Regions from separate parts of the Mus musculus genome. Here all the other regions are linked to region 1. A link is a contact called in public HiChIP or PLAC-seq data. All regions are on one chromosome and are shown on one strand. Each heading gives the region's core, a stretch centred on a gene start, on an enhancer-like site or on the middle of the called end of the contact. The rest is flanking DNA. Distances are from core to core; before and after follow the strand shown. Region 1 has its middle 15 kb from the start of Gcnt3. Region 2 holds the start of Ccnb2 (cyclin B2). Region 3 holds the start of Sltm (SAFB-like, transcription modulator).

Region 1 (2,700 bases), core at 19-2,518:
CCATCCATCCATCCATCCATCCATCCATCCACCTACCAACCCAACCCCTCTGTCCATCTATCATATATCTTTCACTCTCAGGCAATGAATCTATACAAAGACTCTCAAGGTAAATTAGAACACCAGTATTCTGGTTAGTTTCAGCTGGAAAGTTGACACAGTCCACAGTTATCTGAGGGAGTCTCACCTAGAGAATTATCCAGATCAGATTGACCTGTAGCCATGTCTAAGAGGAGTTTTCTTGACCACTGATTGATGTGGGAGGGGCCTACTATCTGTGGGTGGAGCTACCCCTGGGCATGTGGTCCTAGAGTGTTTTATAAATGCAAACTGAATATGAGCCTGGAAGCAAGCAAGCCAGAAAGTAGCATTCCTCCATGGCTCCTGCTGCAGTTCCTGCTTGAGCCTCTGTTCAGCGAGGGACTGCTACCTGTAACAGTGTACACAGGAACAAACTAAACCTTCCTCTCCTGAATTACTGTTGGTCACGATGTTTATTATAGCAAGCATACTTAAAGAACCATCTAAGATGATTCAGCTTCTATAACATGCAATGTGGGTTCAGGGTCCAGAGCCAGAAATCCTGAAACGGGATCCAAGTGTGGCTTTTAAAGGGTAGAGGTCACCTCCTATTTCACCTAGATAACATCACCTCTGGCTATATATATGAAAAACACAATGTTCTGCTGGGCTTTCCCTTAAGTATATGAGAGTCATCTCAGGCCAAGTGGCCCTGCTTGTCCATCCTGGGGTAAGGCTTTCCTCAGTGAGCCTTCAGTTCCAGGCTTTCCCTAGAAGTGTGTTTCATGACACAGTCTTTCTAAGTGGCAAACATCCCTGCCCCATGCAAGGACACACACAAGCTGTGGGTTAACCAGAGGATTATCAGAAAGCTTCCTCCCTCCCTACTCATTTCCACCGATGCTCTGGCCTCTTCCCTCCTTTGCTCTGAAGAAAGAAATCCCCACCTCCACAGTCAGCTTCCTGTCTGACTTACAGCTTCTTCTCAAGAAAGATGGGGTCTTCAAACTCACCTTCACCACCCAGGGAAGGAAGGACCCGACCTTTACTTTCCCAGCTCCCAAGTAACTTGGAAAGATTCCAAAACAGAGGTTGGATTTTTACCACCAAATGTCAGCAGTGATTCTTCTGAGCACTGCATGCCTCTCTTCTGTAGCTCTTCAGCCAGTGAAAGGTTCAGACGAGCTGGCAAGGATGAAAAACTATGGCACTGAAGGCAGCCCGGCAGACAAGGGTAGGGATAATCTCCTGTGCACTGTGTGGAAACATCACCTGTCAATAAAAGTCTGATGGCCTATTAGCAAGAGGGTAGAATAGAAGGTGGGACATCCGGCAGAGAGGGAGGGGAGGGGGAGACAGGGAGAGGGGAGAGAGGAAAGAGAAGGGGGGGGGGGAAGAGGGAGAGGGAGAAACTCTGGGAAAGAGTGAGATGTGGGAAGATTCCACCGTCATCTGACCTATGAAACTAGAGAGAGTTAACTAACCATGTGACAGACATGAAATAATATAAATAGGTTAATATACATTGCAAGCTAGTCAGGGAACAGACCTAGCTCATGGCCTAGGCATTTATTCACAAACAAATAAACCTCTGCGTCATTATTCAGGATATGGGGTGCTTGTGGAAAAGCCCACGGTTGCAGACACGCCCCAGGTAACACAGGGCAGGGATGGGTTTCAGGAGCTTTGGGTCAGGACAGCTCATGCTAGCTGAAGATTTACATACTTAGTAATGGGTTACCCTGGAGATGTGTAGAGAACATAATAAGCCCCAAGACTGTATGATGGATGTACCATCCAGGCCGTAAAACCCAGCTCTTAGACAGCATCACCTGCCAAAGTGAAAACAAAGACCTAATCTATCAAAGTCCATAGTCCCCGGAAAGTCTCTAACTGTACTAACCCTGCTCTTCAGCTTCTGTAGCTCTGCTTCTGGCTAACTGTTCTTGTTAACTGAAGTGTGTCAACCCAGAGCATGGTTAATTTTGTGCTTAAAAGCTCACCCTGAGAAAGGCTTGGGCTACACTGGGACTCTGAACACCCAGTGTAGTTGCTGGTGGCTAATAAAGTTTCCTCTGGCTTGAACGTGTATCTGAGTAGTCTTCTCTGATGGACCCCATAACAGAGAACAAAATTGACCCATTTACCAAGGTCAACTGAGGAAGGAAAACTGTGGTCCAGCCAGATACCAGACTCTTTAGAAAAAGGGAACCCCAAGATCTAACTCTTGTTTGTGTGGGAATATACCTAGAACTGACTGGACTCTAGGCCAAACTAAAAACAAGCCATGACAATAAGGATATCAGTCTATACACAAATCCTGAAATTGTTTCAAAGTGTTTTCACACATGAGGAATGAACAAGAGAACAGAGGGATGAGGTAAGAGAGAGAATCATCTTTGCTTGGGATGTGGAGATGGTTCAGGTGATAAAATGCTTGTTTCGTAAGCACAGGGACTTGAGTTTGATCCCCATGACCCGCATAAAGAAGCCAGCCATGGCGGCGTGTACCTGCAGCTCCAGCACGGTGCAGGCAGAGTCTGCCGGCTCCCTGAGGCTCGCTGGCTGTACTGGCTGGTTTTGTGTGTCAACTTGACACAGGCTGGAGTTATCACAGAGAAAGGAGCTTCAGTTGAGGAAATGCCTCCATAAGATCCAGCTCAGGGGCATTTTCTTAAT
Region 2 (2,700 bases), core at 151-2,650, 370 kb before region 1:
TGTTGTGAAGTCCATTCACCACAGTAACCTGAAGTACAGCCAATGGCTTTGTTAAAGTTAAAGTTCAGTTAGAGAATAGGTCTGAGTTGCCAAATTGGTGCTGAAATCATGAGTTTAAGAGGTCCTCCTGCCATTTCTGAGTTCAAGGCCAGCCTGGTCTACAGAGTGAGTTCCAGGACTGCCAGGGCTATACAAAGAAACCCTGTCTCAGGAAAAAAAAAAATCCTCCTGCCTTAGCCTCCCAAGTAACTGGAATTATTACAAGCATGTGCTAATAGTACAAACTGCAGAGCACATTTTCTTCCCCAATCCAAACCAAAGCTTCCCAAGAAAGAGAAAGCTATGCGTAACCTCTGTGATTGTAAGGATGATGGACCAAGAGTCAGCAGCCACAGAACTTTCATTTCCTTTAGCAGGTACTTGAGAGAACTTAATGGGATATAAATAGTTATTTCTGCTCCTTTGGTTTCCAATATCCATGTGTAATTTAGGTCGAGGGGTAGTACTGCCACCTTGTCTTTTCAGGTGGGAGTGTTGGACAACACTGGTTCTTCCTTTAGACTCAGATTGGAAATGTCAGATTTGGGCGAAGGGGGAGGGAGCATTTATTATTTCCCAATAGAAGGGACTTGAACAAGACTGATGGGGTAGCCTGATCTCAAGTCGTTCTGCTGGCACTGCACCATTTTCTGTGTTGTTACCTAGTCTTTTCCCCAGGGTAATATTCTGGTTTTGTTTTTTGTTTTTGTTTTTGTTTTCTGTCTTGTCTCTCACTGTTCACAACTTGGGATACTCATTATTTTTCTTTTGAAATCTTGTGCACATCACACCGTCATTTGACAAATAGTTTCTGAGTTCTACTGTATTGTGCTGGAAGTCACACAAATCACGTCTAGTTTGAATTATGACTCTGCTGGGGATCTGTTTTAGGAAGACCACATACAGTACACATCCGAGTCACAATCATCTTGTAGCCCTGAACGACCTGGAGACGATGGCTTCATTTGCCAGACCATTCCAATCCAAATTCCCAGGTAGACGTTTCCGGAAGAGGAAGTAAGGTCAGAAGTAGCATTTCCAGGAAGTTCTCTGGAACCCACTTCTACCTAACCCAGAACAAACTTTTAAAGACATATGTCCTTAGGTGATGGCTCCCCACTCCTACCCCTAAAATTAAGACAATCTTTTCCAGTAGGAGGAAAAATTATTTTATTTAATATCAGGGACTAGAATTTGAAAATAAGACTGTAGACAAGGAAACAACAAAGCCTGGTGGCCTCGCTGGTTGCTATGACAAGCAAATACAAGCCAGCCAATCAACGTGCAGAAAGGCCTTCCAGTCTAGCCAATGGGTTGCGCGCGCCCTGCGTGCGTCTACCCAATAGTGCGTCAGCGGCGCGGTATTTGAATCGCGGACCGGGCGGTGGACGCGGAGCGGCGGGGCCCTGACCCTCCCAACGGTGTCGCAGACCGGAGTGGCTGTGCCTCGTCCGCACTTGCCAGGGCGGCCCTCATGGCGCTGCTCCGACGCCCGACGGTGAGTGCGCCGGGGCTACGGTGCCCTGTCCTGCCGGGTAGCCCGGGAGGCTGCCGGAGAGGCCCTGGCAGAGCTAAAGCGGTCCAGAGGCCCGGCCTGGGGTCTTCATTCCTGTTACCACTCAGGGCTGTGCTGCGCTGGGGATGAGGACCGGGAGGAACCGGGAAGCCGCCCAGTGCCATTTCTCTACTTTTCACATTTTTCAGTTTGCTTCGTGTGAGCTTCCCATTCGCGTCTTCATACTGCCTTCCTGGCCAAGGTCATTAAAGTGTGGTTTTGTCCTCTTAAAAAAAAAAAAAAACAGAAATAACAAAATGAAAACAAATACCCACCTAAGTGCTGGGCGGTGGTGGTGCACGCCTTTAATCCCAGCACTTGGGAGGCAGAGGCAGGCGGATTTCTGAGTTCGAGGCCAGCCTGGTCTACAGAGTGAGTTCCAGGACAGCCAGGGCTATTCAAAGAAACCCTGTCTCGAAAAAAGCAAAAAACAAAAAACAAAAACACCCAAGTGTAAGAGGAAACGTACAAAACTTGGATCCTAGGATGGCAGACAGTTGGGCAAAAGGCCAAATTCCTTTAATTACCTTTTTGAGAATGAAAGTATTACTGACTTTTAGGCTTTAATTGTACTAGGGTCGGTCTACTTTAGTTGAAAACAAGAGGGCCCCCGACACAGCTGCTGCCATTGTCCTGGCTAGTTAAAAGCCTCCAATTCCTCTTCCCAGTGAATTCAGGGGTACCCCTCATTACCAGGCTTTAACTCATAAGAAATTGAACTTTCAAACTCATTTTGAATTTAGCCGTGGGAAGCTAGCAGTAAAGACCGAACAGCTTAGATTTGGGGATCAGAATCCTAAACAATGAGGAACATACAGTCAGGGTTCATGTCTTGTAGCTCTAACTGCCACTAACAAGTTAATTTTTGTCTAATTTGTTCTTTCAAATTATTTAACAGTTAAAGTCTTGTGTAGGGATGGGGTACAGTTTATCTGGTCTATCCTACACAGGTCATCTTAAAAAAAAACAAAAAAACCCCAACCTTTGGAGAGGTTTTTTTGTTTGTTTTGTAGGATTAGTTCCCCCCCTCCCCCAACACTCAGAAAGTTAAATATTTTTTTCTCATGGAATACTTGTTATTGTACCACACTGTAAACTTTGGGGTA
Region 3 (2,700 bases), core at 55-2,554, 490 kb before region 1:
AAACAGTTAATTCAATATTATCTGGATCGCCTCCTTCCTCTTCAATAGCCTACATTAGAAAGAGAAGTTAATATGCTACACAAACTATCTAAACTTATTTTATAAAAACTTAATGAAAATATATTACCAAACCTCCAGCCTCAAAACATTAGAATTGCCAGTTATTTTACAAACCGACTTCACAAACGAGTAATTATGCTACACAGAAAGGGGTGGAGGGTGTCATTGAGTATCGAAATGTCCTGGAACTTGAAATTCCACCCAGTCGATGGTTCCATGTCACATATACTGAACAAGAACCTAAATATGTTCTATTACAGAAAGTTTGTAGCTACTTAAATAAGGAAGAGTTTTCCTAACGTATTGCGTACACTTGTTCCCGTCTCCGATTCCAAGGCTTCACGCGAATAAACCTGAAAGCTTAACAGGACTGAGAACGTGGATGATTACGCTGATGCAATCAGAAATTAAGAATTAAAAATAAATCAGTTAAAAGCCTAGTGGGGAAAAAAAAAGATGAATCTTCCCTTCTCATCCACTCATCAACTCCCACTACGGATTTCTCTGAACAGGGGTGAAGAAACGGTTGGACACAATTAAACGGTAACTTCGGCCAAGTCAGCAAACTAACCATCGCCTCGGAGCCCGAGAGATGCACGCGCTGCGCACCGCCCGTAGGCCGGGGTACCCAGCGCCGCCCAGGGTCTGCAGCTCCACCCTCCGCAGGCCGCAGAGCCGATGGAGAGGGCGTCCCAGGGGAGGCAGGGGGCGCGACCGGCGGCGGCTCGCGAGGCCGCTGGAAGGCCAGGCTCCTCGCGGAGGCGCGGGCCCCGCGCGCCGGGCACGCACAGGCACCACCCGGTCCGCCCCGACCGCGGAAGCGTAGCACCTAAACGGCGCGGCCTACGCTGCCCTGCGCGCAGCGTCCGGGCCTCACCTGCTTCAGCCGGGAGACCAGTACCGTCTTGACCCCGTTGATGTCCAAGTTGCGGCGCTTCAGCTCGGACCTGAGGTCGATAACCCGCAGCTCCGTGATCTTCTTCCCTTCCGCCGGCCCAGAGGCGGCCGAGGCTACCACGGCCCCGGCAGCGGCAGCCATTTTGGGAAAGCAACGCGCTGCCGAGGCAGCTAGTGGGCTGCAGGGCGGCGGCGGCGGCGGAGGAGGAGGCAGCGGCGGTGGAGGCGGTGGCCGCGGCAGCACCAACTTCCAACCCGGGCCCCGGGCGGCCAGCGGCGCCGCGCTACGCTGCGCACAATGAGCCACTGACCACGCCCCCCCACGGGGACCACGCCCCCGACTCTGCTCCAGCGCAACCTGCAGCGGCACCCGGATGACGGGTGCGCGTGCGCACTGAGCAGGCATGGAGGGGGCGGAGCTCGCAGCGGACCGGTGGCTCGGCCTCTGGCGTGGTCCCGGGAAAGTCTCCGCGTGTCCAACCGCTCAGCTGTCCTCGGTACCACGGTTCCCGCCTCTCCATTAGCCTCCTTCTCCTCTCATCTCTTACCTAGAGCCATCGCCACTTGAGAGGCACCCCATAGTAGGGAGAGTAGGTGCGTCTCTTCACCGAAATGAGGGGGCGTGTGCGCCAGCCTTCCCGGAAGAAGTACGGAATCATCGTGGAAAGGTGGTCGGGGTATACTAGTGAACTTAGGTCGGCGGGTTCCGCCCCGGAACGCCCAGCGAAACCTGAGGCCGAGAGCCCAGGGGACAGTGTCACGCTGTGACCCCCTGAAGCTTAGCCCCTCTTTGCCTGAAAACTACCAGGCAAACGTCCTCTCCTCGTTTGCCTCAGCTTGCCCATCCCCTCCGACGGGCCTGATGGCTCAATGAAATTGTTCACAAAAGGAGAATAACTTAAAAGTATATGTTGCCCTGATCCTATACAGTATCCTCTGCCCTGCGCCGCCAGCATTTGGTATGTCAAGGACAGGGGCCACTTTATGGAGAAATAGCCCGCATAGTATCTCTTAGTAATTTTAATATTATTAATCATCACAGCGTAAATATCTATAGAATTAACACAAAGTTGGACAAAGTTAGGAAACACAGGGAACTGAATTAACATTTACTGGTGGGTGATGTTTTGTAAAGGCAAGGGTATGTTTTGTAGAGCGAGGTATAGAGCGGTGGGAGGGACTGCCTCATCCGGCTGATGCTGAGGCATCCCCACCCCAGGTACCATCCATAAGACTGGTCTAGTATAGAATAGAGTTTATTTGGGGGTATGGCAAGGGGAGCTGAGAAGGGAGTAGAGGCAGAGAAAGGGAGAAGACAGAAGAGAAGAGCCCGGCCAAGAACACGTGGAGGGGGGAGGGGAGAGGAAGAAAGGAGTCAAAGGGGGGGGGGGGACATTCCCATCCAGGCCTACCTGGCTGTTGCTAGGTAAGTGTTGGGCGGAGCCTAGAAGGAATGCTAAGGTGCTAACAAAGGTGGGGTTGAGGTTGTTTTGTTTTACATCTTTCTCCAGTTTCCTGGTTATAAAACTTAAATTGGACTGGGCAGTGGTGGGACATGCCTATCAGCACTAAGGGGAGAGAGGCTTGTGGATCTCTGAGATACACTACACTCCAGCCTGGTATCTGCAGAGTGACCCAGGACAGCCAGGGCTACACAGAGAAATCCTACCTTTATAAATAAATAAATAAATAAATAAATAAATGTGAGGTGTGCCTTACTTTGGGTTGCTACACACAGAGGAA

What was found. HiChIP or PLAC-seq counts read pairs in DNA pulled down with a chosen protein or histone mark.
Region 2: a contact with region 1 is called in an HNF4G HiChIP or PLAC-seq map of pancreatic cancer cells. The contact joins the promoter of Ccnb2 here to the enhancer-like site in region 1. A contact is called at or near these places in 7 of 39 promoter capture datasets (cranial neural crest, embryonic stem cells, hematopoietic stem and progenitor cells and 2 more) and 4 of 115 datasets of contacts at active chromatin or transcription factors (embryonic stem cells, extraembryonic endoderm stem cells, large pre-B cells and 1 more).
Region 3: a contact with region 1 is called in a FOXA1 HiChIP or PLAC-seq map of pancreatic cancer cells. The contact joins the promoter of Sltm here to the enhancer-like site in region 1. A contact is called at or near these places in 4 of 39 promoter capture datasets (the 3T3-L1 cell line, 3T3-L1-derived adipocytes, cranial neural crest and 1 more), 3 of 115 datasets of contacts at active chromatin or transcription factors (embryonic stem cells, large pre-B cells and pancreatic cancer cells) and 1 of 9 other capture datasets (embryonic stem cells).

What each region holds. Positions count from the first base shown.
Region 1 is chr9:70,052,174-70,054,873 of GRCm38.p6, reverse strand. No RefSeq gene overlaps it. Among named protein-coding and RNA genes, the nearest start is that of Gcnt3, 15 kb to the right of the region's middle. Within about 2 kb of position 1,268, at least 24 of the 459 cell types and tissues checked have an H3K27ac peak or open chromatin away from gene starts, as enhancers often do. A contact at or near this core is called in pancreatic cancer cells, where this site is marked.
Region 2 is chr9:70,420,254-70,422,953 of GRCm38.p6, reverse strand. It overlaps Ccnb2 (cyclin B2), which reads left to right and starts at 1,400. Exons shown (of 9, transcript NM_007630.2): 1 at 1,400-1,537. The coding sequence starts at 1,514.
Region 3 is chr9:70,541,319-70,544,018 of GRCm38.p6, reverse strand. Sltm (SAFB-like, transcription modulator) reads right to left here and starts at 1,304. Exons shown (of 21, transcript NM_025690.4): 1 at 938-1,304; 2 at 1-49. The coding sequence starts at 1,099.